Regions from separate parts of the Mus musculus genome. Here region 2 is linked to region 1. Evidence: chromatin contacts called from public HiChIP or PLAC-seq data. All regions are on one chromosome and are shown on one strand. The core of a region is the stretch at or near the end of the contact, and the rest is flanking DNA. Distances in the headings are between cores, read along the strand shown.

The links. HiChIP or PLAC-seq counts read pairs in DNA pulled down with a chosen protein or histone mark.
Region 2: an H3K27ac HiChIP or PLAC-seq map of embryonic stem cells shows a contact between it and region 1, with 17 read pairs. The contact joins two enhancer-like sites. A contact is called at or near these places in 7 of 39 promoter capture datasets (embryonic stem cells, liver, second pharyngeal arch cranial neural crest and 2 more), 1 of 15 datasets of contacts at CTCF or cohesin (the NIH/3T3 cell line), 13 of 484 Hi-C or Micro-C datasets (the HPC-7 cell line, the MPC-11 cell line, embryonic fibroblasts and 6 more), 11 of 115 datasets of contacts at active chromatin or transcription factors (the NIH/3T3 cell line, differentiating embryonic stem cells, embryonic basal ganglia and 5 more) and 1 of 9 other capture datasets (embryonic stem cells).

Annotation. Positions count from the first base shown.
Region 1 is chr10:108,350,437-108,355,084 of GRCm38.p6, reverse strand. The region is part of intron 2 of Pawr (PRKC, apoptosis, WT1, regulator); the gene reads right to left. Among named protein-coding and RNA genes, the nearest start is that of Gm23105, 11 kb to the left of the region's middle. Within about 2 kb of position 1,959, at least 20 of the 459 cell types and tissues checked have an H3K27ac peak or open chromatin away from gene starts, as enhancers often do. A contact at or near this core is called in differentiating embryonic stem cells, embryonic stem cells and trophoblast stem cells, where this site is marked.
Region 2 is chr10:108,430,044-108,434,691 of GRCm38.p6, reverse strand. All of the region lies in intron 1 of Gm36283 (predicted gene, 36283), which reads right to left. Among named protein-coding and RNA genes, the nearest start is that of Gm36440, 12 kb to the left of the region's middle. Within about 2 kb of position 2,406, at least 46 of the 459 cell types and tissues checked have an H3K27ac peak or open chromatin away from gene starts, as enhancers often do. A contact at or near this core is called in differentiating embryonic stem cells, embryonic stem cells and trophoblast stem cells, where this site is marked.

The sequences.
Region 1 (4,648 bases), core at 710-3,209:
TGACTGTATGAGCAAAATCAGAATGTATCACCAAAGGAATTAACCTTTCCCCGTTAAGGTTATCTGGCAAAAGTAAAAAAAATGTATCAGTGGAGTAACTACTGTGTCTAACATTCATTCATAAGAAGTGCTAACAGCCTCTGCCAGGCAGCGACTCCAGAAGACTCACATTCAGACATGAGGAAAAACACTGGGAAGCCGCTAGAGGCTTCTCATTGCTAACAGGTTCCTTTGGTCATGAATCCAGATGATATTCCTTTGGCCACTACCATCTGCTGTTCCCACTTCTCCAAGGGAAGCTTAGAGGGGACCAGCGAGCTGGCTACAAACCTCTCTTGCTGCTTTCCGGGCATCTACAACCTAAGTTTACTTCAAAGCTTTGTTTCCCGTCATTGAGTTCTCAGATCCTTTCTGCTCGTCCGGGTCAGGACTTTACCACTGACTCCACATACTCTGCCCTCAGCTTTTGTATCTAGGGTTCCTCCCTAGGGATCGCTCTAGCCTCGGGTGGTTTAAATAATGTGATTAGTTCTCCAAGGATATCCCTGGAGTAACAACTGTATTACTGGGGGAACAAGTCAGAGATGCAGATTATCAATGTCCATCAATCGATGCTTACTGAACGGGGAACTGTTTGAGGTTTACCATCAGCCCCAAGTGAAGCTGATGTGTGTGCCTCATGAGATCCACGGCCACCAGCTGATGAACATGAAATTCTATTTCATGTTAGACCTCTCTCCTCTCAGCTAGACTAGACAGATCTAATAGGATGGCCAAAAACATTTGCTCGTAGTTTTTAAGAAGATGGGACCATACAGATGACACAGTTAATATGAAGAATAAAAATACAGGCAAGCAAGAGTCTGCTTGTAATATCTTACATTTCCATCTTTAAGTATAATTTTGAGATTTAAAAAAAAAATAAATTTAGTATGTGTGTGTATGTATGTATGTATGTATGTATGTATGTATGTCTGTCTGTGTATAGGTCTGTGTATATCAGTGCAGAGTCTCTCAGAAGCCAGAAGAGGGTGTGGATCCTCTAGAGCCACAATTAAAGGTACAGACTGGGGTGCTGGGAACCAAACTCAAGTCCTCTCGAAGGGCAGCAAGTGCTCTTGGCCACTGAACTGTCCTGCCAGCCCCTTAAGTCCATACACTGTTTCTAACTTGCAGAAGATTTCAAGTCCATTACCTTGTATGATCACAATCTTGACAGAAAGATCTCTGGGAATATGGGTAAAGTAAAAAGATAGGTCTAAAAGAACATTTAAAATGTAACTTTGAAAGCTCCATTTAAGGGCTGGAGAAACCTCTCAGGAGTTTAGAAGACTTGCTGTTCTTGCAGAAAACCAGGGTTTAGTTCCCAGCACCCACACCAGGTAGCTCTCGACCACTTACAACTCTAGTTCCAGGAGATCTGACGAACTCACACACACACACACACACACACACACACACACACACACACACACACACACACACACATGCACACACAGAAAGCTCTTTTAAAACTAGAAAAGCCTGCTAACTGTGATGCTTGCAGACAATACACTGCATGGATCTACACACATAGGAGTAAAGCCCCTCCCTCCCTCCCTACCTCCCTCCCTCCCTCCCTCTGCTCTGCTCCTCTCATCCCTACGACTTTTCATGAGGCATCATTGAAAAGCTCGCGTGCCATCTAAATGGACTATGACCACTGGGGCCACCCCTTGAGGAGGGAGAGTTCAGACTGAGCAGTACAGCCAATATGTGTTACTTAATGAAACAAAACATTAAAAAGGTGAATGATATGGTTAAAATATCATCACCCTCATGAAACCCACTGATTTACGCACAGTTACATGCTCACAACAGACTTCCAAATGGTAGAATAGAACCCTTCCCCGTCTCCCTTCCGTTCTACCCTGCCCCCACCCGCCACCTGCCCTGGAGCATAGCAGGCCTGTGCTCTCACACTGAGCCATTTAACTGAATCAACCTAAGAGTCTGTCAGCTGATAGCGACTAAAGCAGCGCAGTACACATACACAAGGCATTAAAAACCTTATAGAAATTCTGACATTTGCTAACAGGAATGAAAATGTCGAGCTAAGGACGGTCACAGACGCTGGGAAGCCAACTCAGGTCCTTTGCTCGAGTGTAAGTGCCCTTAACTGCTGAGCCATCTCAGCAACCCTTAACTACAGTACTTTTAACTCGCAGGAGATTTCAAATGCATTACAAGCCGGGCAGTGGTGGCACACGCCTTTAATCCCAGCACTCGGGAGGCAGAGGCAGGCGGATTTCTGAAGTTTGAGGCCAGCCTGGTCTACAGAGTGAGTTCCAGGACAGCCAGAGCTATGCAGAGAAACCCTGTCTCAAAAAAAACAAATAAACAACAAAAAAAAAAAAACCCAAAACAACAACAAAAAATTCATTACAAAAAAAAAAATCCTCAGAAAATATAAAGTAGAAAATGTCAAAAAAAAAAAAAAAAAGAAAGAAAAGAAAATGTCCCTGAAGGTATTTACGACAGTAAACAAATGCTGAGTATTTGAGTAGATAAGTTTGATATGTTTGAGATCACAGGTTATTTTGGAAAAAATGTTATAGATCATCAACATTTTTTATTAGATATTTTATTTACATTTCAAATGTTATCCCCTTTCCTAGTTTCCCTTCCTAAAATCCCCTATCTCCCCCCCCCACCCTCCCATTCCCCAACCCACCCATTCCCATTCCCAGTCCTTGCATTCCCCTATACTGGGGCATAGAACCTTCACAGGACCAAGGGCCTTCCCTCCCATTGATGACCAACTAGGCCATCCTCTGCTACATATATAGCTACAGCCACAAGTCCCACCATGTGTTTTCTTTGATTGGTGGTTTAGCTCCAAGGAGCTCTGGGGGTACTGGTTAGTTCATATTGATGTTCCTCCTATGGGGCTTCAGACCCCTTCAGCTCCTTGGTTACTTGGGGACCCTGTGCTCTGTCCAATGGATGACTGTGAGCATCCACTTCTGTATTTGCCAGGCACTGGATAGCCTCTCAGGAGACAGCTATATCAGACTCCTGTCAGCAAGCTCTTGTTGGATCTGCCATAGTGTCTGGGTTTGGATCATCAACATTTTAAACATGATATTAACAAATAAAGTCATAAATGTGATTCAAGGTCAGAGTATCTTTTTTGGAGCAGGCTGGCCTAAAACTAATTACGGGTAAGGATGAACCTAAATCCTCCTGGGTACAGACAAGCTCCACCAAACCTGGCTTCTGTGGTGGTGAGGACTGAACATGTGTTTTTGCATGTTAGACCAAATATTCTACCAACTATACTATTTCAGGTTCCAGCGTACCTTTCTTGTTTTTACTATTTTATTTATTTATTTGTTTGTTTGTTTGTTTGTTTGTTTATTTGAGACAGGGTTTCTCTGTGTAGCCCTGGGTCCTGGAACTCACTCTGTAGAACAGGCTGCCCTCAAACTCAGAAATTTGCCTGCCTCTGCCTCCTGAGTGCTGGGACTAAAGGCACATTCCAGTCACCTCCCAGGAACTGCTGAACTTGGTCGCTGCCTTTCTCACCTACTTGGGATGTTAACCCTTCAGTTTCCAATGTGGCAGGAGGGGCGGGGCAGTTCAATAACGCTTTTTCCAAAAGTCAAGAAAATGTATACTTTGGTGCTTGAATTGTAACATTTGCTCTATACCTCAATAAATATGAAACAGACTAAGAACAATGGAAGAAAAGATCTCATCTCTTCTCCAACGTAAGGTGTGTTTCCTCGGAATGATTGCACTATTTATAGGCTTCTCAAAAAACTCTAACTCTGTTTGCTTGAAACGAGGTCTCACAGTGTGAACATGAGGCCATCCTCCTGCCTCAGCTTCCGAGTGCCGAGATCACAGACATAAACCACCCCAAACCCGATTCATTTTTTTTTCTCTTCAAGGAAATTTTATAAATACAAAATCTATTTCTCTTCAAGGCAATTTTATAAATACAAAATCCATTTCAATCTTTTTTTATTATTCATAGTCTACAAATATCTAACTCGGAACATTCTTCAGGCCGTAACCATGCTATTAACTTCTTATCTCTCAAACAATTTTCCACCGAGTCCAAAAACAACAGAAAGCAAGTCTAACTGGGAAAGATTTATTTTGCTGACAGATTATTATACTTGGTCTAGCGTTCCTTCCATCCTCCAACGCATACACTTCCCACTGCTAACCCACATTAAATAGCTATTTCAACTGCCAAATAGCTCAAGATCTATATATAGTGAGCTCAATAAACTTGTCTCCTCTATTGTATCATAAAAATTCCAGAAGTCAATTAAAGTACCCATTTTTTTAAGTACGGCAAAACTGATTTCACATTTCCTCTCAAGTATACACAAGCAAGCAAGCAAGCAATTAAGATGACCCCTTTCCATTCGTGGCTAAGAACAAGAATTGGATTTTTATTGTGCCTAATTAATCTACTGCTTACACTGTTGTGACTTGCGCCTCCCTCTCTCCACTTTATTCTGTTCCAAGTTTTAGGGTCTGAGTTTTATCATGCATGCCTTCTTACAACTTCCTGTCTTTACTCAAATCTGGGAAGTAATTCTGGAAGCACATTAAACAGCTCAGACTTTTAAAGGCCAAACTGGAGCAAAAT
Region 2 (4,648 bases), core at 1,157-3,656, 79 kb before region 1:
TTAAATGAAGGCTAAGTTTGCACTTACTAGCCCAGTGCTTCTCAACCTGAGGGTCTGGACCCCACGGGGGGGGGGGGGGGGGGCTGCATATCAGATATCCTGCATATCAGATCTTTACTTGACAATTTATCACAGTAGCAAAATTACAGTTACAATGTAGCAACAAAATAATTTTATGGTTGGGGAGATCGCCACAACATGAGGAACTGTATTAAAGGGTCCGAGCATCAAGAAGGTTGGGGACCACTGCTCTAGTCAGAGAAGAAAACACTGACTTCCAGAAGAAGAAATTCAATTGCCTTCGGGAACAGATGTTACTGACAGCCTCGGGAACTTTGTCTCCTTTGTAAGAGCCCAGCAGAGGAAATTCCCTTCAGGAACAGTGTCACTAGGGTCCCATAACCTTTAAGCGAAGGATCTCTCTGATGGCTTCCGTTTTGCCCAGCAACTTTGACCAGTTTCCCATCTCACTCAAATATCTGCAGCCAACTCGGAAAGGGGATTTCCTGGACTCTGTGTACCTCGGTTAAGTCTACAGCCGACCCTCACATCACGTGACGCAATTAAGTGCAGGGAAGAAAAGCTCAGCTTAAAGGAACCCCACGGTGTTGGGTGTTCCTGCAGTCCTCCGCATTCCTGCGAACGTGTGAAAACTCAAGACTGGGACTCCATCATGTGAACGCAACGTTAGCATTTGAACGTTCATTTTCTTCCCTGGTTGATAATGTTTCTGAAAAATTGAGGCTACCCATATGTAGGGCCCTGGAAAAGATTTGAAAACATGAACTATGTTAAGTACTGTGTCTTGTCTCGGGAGCATCTAAAAGCCTAGAGATCTTGGCTTGGGAAATTTAGAAAAACAAACACTAACTCAGATGACTGGAGAAATAAAGAATAATTTAAGTTTTGGCCCTAACTATACTTGTCATTCTACGAGAATAGCCCTGGCTTTTGTTTGTCTTTGCTGTTTCTATTCTGCCCACATGGATTAAACCAAGGAAAAGTAGCTGAATCTAAGCTCATTCCAGTGTGAGCCATACAACCTATGAACTCCGTTCTAAATCAAGTTTCATTTACTGACTTCCCTGAGTCACGAATGTGTGACCTACTGGAATCCACGATGGGGGTCACAGAATGAGATTATACACCAAAGAAGGAATGCAAAAAAAAAAAAAAAAATTCAAGCAAGACTGGAAACAACCAACCCAAGTCATAACTTAGGAAAAATGAACATCTTTTGAGTATAAACACCAATTCTTCTAGAAAACACAGACAGCAGATGTACCTGAATTCATTCATTCATTTATATTATAAATATTATAAAATATGAGGGAGATACTATCATGACCATTTTTTGTATTACGAAGTAGAGGTGCAAGAAAAGGAGATGACAGTCCCTTAGCCATGAATCAAATCTTCTATATGATCATTATTGTATGGGGTGGTTTAAATTTTAAGCTCTTGGGCCAGCAATAGGGCTCTGAGGTTAGAGGTGTTGGCTCACAGGCATGGCAACCTCACTTTAATTTTTGGGCCCTAAAGGTGACATTGGAGAATAGACTCAGAGTTGTCCTCTGACCTCCACAGATACACTAAGGCATGTGGATACACACACACACACACACACACACACACACTAAAATTTAACCCTTTGTGTTCTTTTGGCTAGGGTTTATATTTGCTATGCTACACCATGACAGGAATCTTCCTTAAAATTCAAAACATTTCTATTTCATCTTAATCTCCGGTTTTGCTTTTTTAAGCAGAGCTGTTTCTTTTGGCTTAAAAACAAAATTTAAACACATAAGAACACCTAATCACATACATACATCAGAGTTCTATAAACAGCGCAGAAATATTCACTACTTGAACACATCAGTAGGCAAAAGGGAGATTGGGGAAAAAAACAACCCTATGTTAATTCCTATTTTAGCAGTATTTACTGAGTTTCCCTTTGTTTTGCTGATTCTGTGTCTCTTTCACACGCTACTGTTACACAAGCAGAAAACTGTGTCCACATTTTATAAGTAATAAGAACTCATTAGTTATAAAATATTTCAAATAGTACCTAACATTCATTGATGGGGTTGGAATTTTGAAAAGGGAAAAGAAAAAGAACCAAAATTCCAGGACCGCCTGATGTAATATCTTACGAGACAAGGCAGGGCTGGCCTCCCCTCCCCCTCCTTTAAAGCTTCCTTGTTTAGTATTTAGAACGCTGTGTCCACATTCAGTGAATTCCTTACATTCCTTTACTGCTGGCCCTCTGAACCACGAATCCAAATTAGGTAGTCATTTTACCTGTTACACAATAAATCAATTGTCTTGCACAAGTTTCACAGCGTATCAGTGACAAGAAGAGAGGGCAAATCTCTGATGGCTGGCTATCCTAACCACACCGGGTCAGTAGTGTACGCTGTGGCTAACAAGATCTGCTGCGACACCATCACTGGGATCAATACCGTTCGCAGAACTAGGCTTCATTCAATACATTCTTTAGTTTCTGGGTGCTCGAGATTTCCTTTTTCTTTTTTTAAACTAGCTCTGCCTCTTTTTGTTTATTCATGCTTGAGAAACAATAAGACGGGTGTTTTTTGTTGTTGTTGTTGTTGCTGTTTATAAGTGGGGACAGGATGGAGTGTGGGGACCACTGTCAAAAGCAAAAAGCAACACCTGAATAAACCCCAACTAAACAAACCTACTGATTCAATGAGCGTTAAGGACATAAAGGGCTGTTGCATGGCTTAGAAAGTGAATGGCTCCAACAAGTGTTTGCTGACAGGAGCCTGATATAGCTGTCTCCTGAGAGGCTCTGCCAGAGCCTGACAAATACAGAGTTGGATGCTTGCAGCCAACCATTGGACTGAGCACAGGGTCCTCAATGGAGGAGTTAGAGAAAGGACTGAAGGAGCTGAAGGGATTTGCAGCCCCTTAAGAGGAACAACAATATCAACCAACCAGTACTCCTAGAGCTCCCAGGGACTAAACCACCAACCAAAGAGTACACATGGAAGGACCCATGGCTCCTGCCGCATATATAGCAGAGGATAGATGGCCTTGTTGGACATGAATGGGAGGAGAGGCCCTTGGTCCTATGAAGGCTCGATGTCCCAGTGTAGGGGAATGCCAGGGCAGGGAAGCAGGAGTGGGTGGGTTGATGAGCAGGGGGAGGGGGGATGGGATAGGCGGTTTTTGGAGGGGAAACTAGGAAAGGGGATAACATTTGAAATGTAAAGAAAAGAAAATGTCTAATAAAAAAATTATTTGGGGGAAAAAAAAGAAAGCGAATGTCTGTCAGTCTTGAGGGTTTCAGGTTGTAAGTGCAAGGGACAGGGTGAATTTACAATCAAGCCTCATCTTTGTGAAATACTTTTTTTTTTTTTTTTTTTTATTTTTTAAGATTTATTTATTATTTTATGTAAGTACACTGTAGCTGTCTTCAGACACACCAGAAGAGGGAGTCAGATCTTGTTACGGATGGTTGTGAGCCACCATGTGGTTGCTGGGATTTGAACTCTGGACCTTCGGAAGAGCAGTCGGGTGCTCTTACCCACTGAGCCATCTCACCAGCCCCGTGAAATACTTTTATAGCTGGCGTTACAAAACTGAAATAAGAAAAAGACATCAGTTGACTTATAAACAGGGAAGAGGTGGGGACGGGAACTCCATCAGCAGGGCAAAACACGTCGAAGGAAGACATACATGTGTGTGCACACATGAATGCACACTCACGCACGCATGCAAGCTCTCGAGTACACACACACACACAAGTTAAAAAGGAAGTCTAGTTATTTAGAGGAAGTAATAATTGACTGGCTAGAGAAGATGTAGACACAATCCTTTCACATGAAGAAGAAACGTAACAAAGGCACCTGGGAGGGATGCGGGATGTGCCACAGAGCAACAGCGCTTGACTAGGTGGGCAAGGTCCACGGTCCGAGTCCTCTAAGAAAGCACCCGGTAAATCTCCACCCACCACATCACAGACACTGGTCCAGTCGTCCAAAAGTCTACGGTCTCTTAGCCATCCCCGACCCTTAAGTCTTCTTTGGAGCTCTGGGCTTGTTCTCATTCTGCCTATCACTGATTACTTAGCCTTCCTGTAGACAGAGATAGGCATTCACTTGCACATTGCTTTGGATCTCTAACACAGTGTCCTCCCCCAAGACAGGAGAGTTTAAATGAATGATTTTCAAATTCTAGACGCATCAGGCAGTACCAGTTTTGGTTAAAAGGACAAAACCTCTTAGCCCTTCACGCCAGGAAACATGAGTTAGTATATCCGAGTGACTAGTTCAGATGGTTAATAAACATTTATTAAGGACCTTACAGGTATTTAATACCCTTTCGTAGATAAAGAAATCAGAACTATGGGTTTGTAACGCAGCATTGCAAAATTAATAATGGATACTGCAGGTTTTCTAACGAAAATGAACTGGGTGTGGGACTCATAGCTATTCCCTGTTGCTCACTGACCATCCTGCCCCCCTGCCCTGCCCTTTGCCTTACCCAGTTGTTCTGGAGTCGACAGAAAAGGTAGAATGTGAGAAAGCATGTTCTGGTTTAAGGGTTAGCCTTTTTCTTTAAGCCTGCCTGCCTGCCTGCCTGCCTGCCTGCCTGCCTGCCTCCCTCCCTCCCTCCCTCCCTC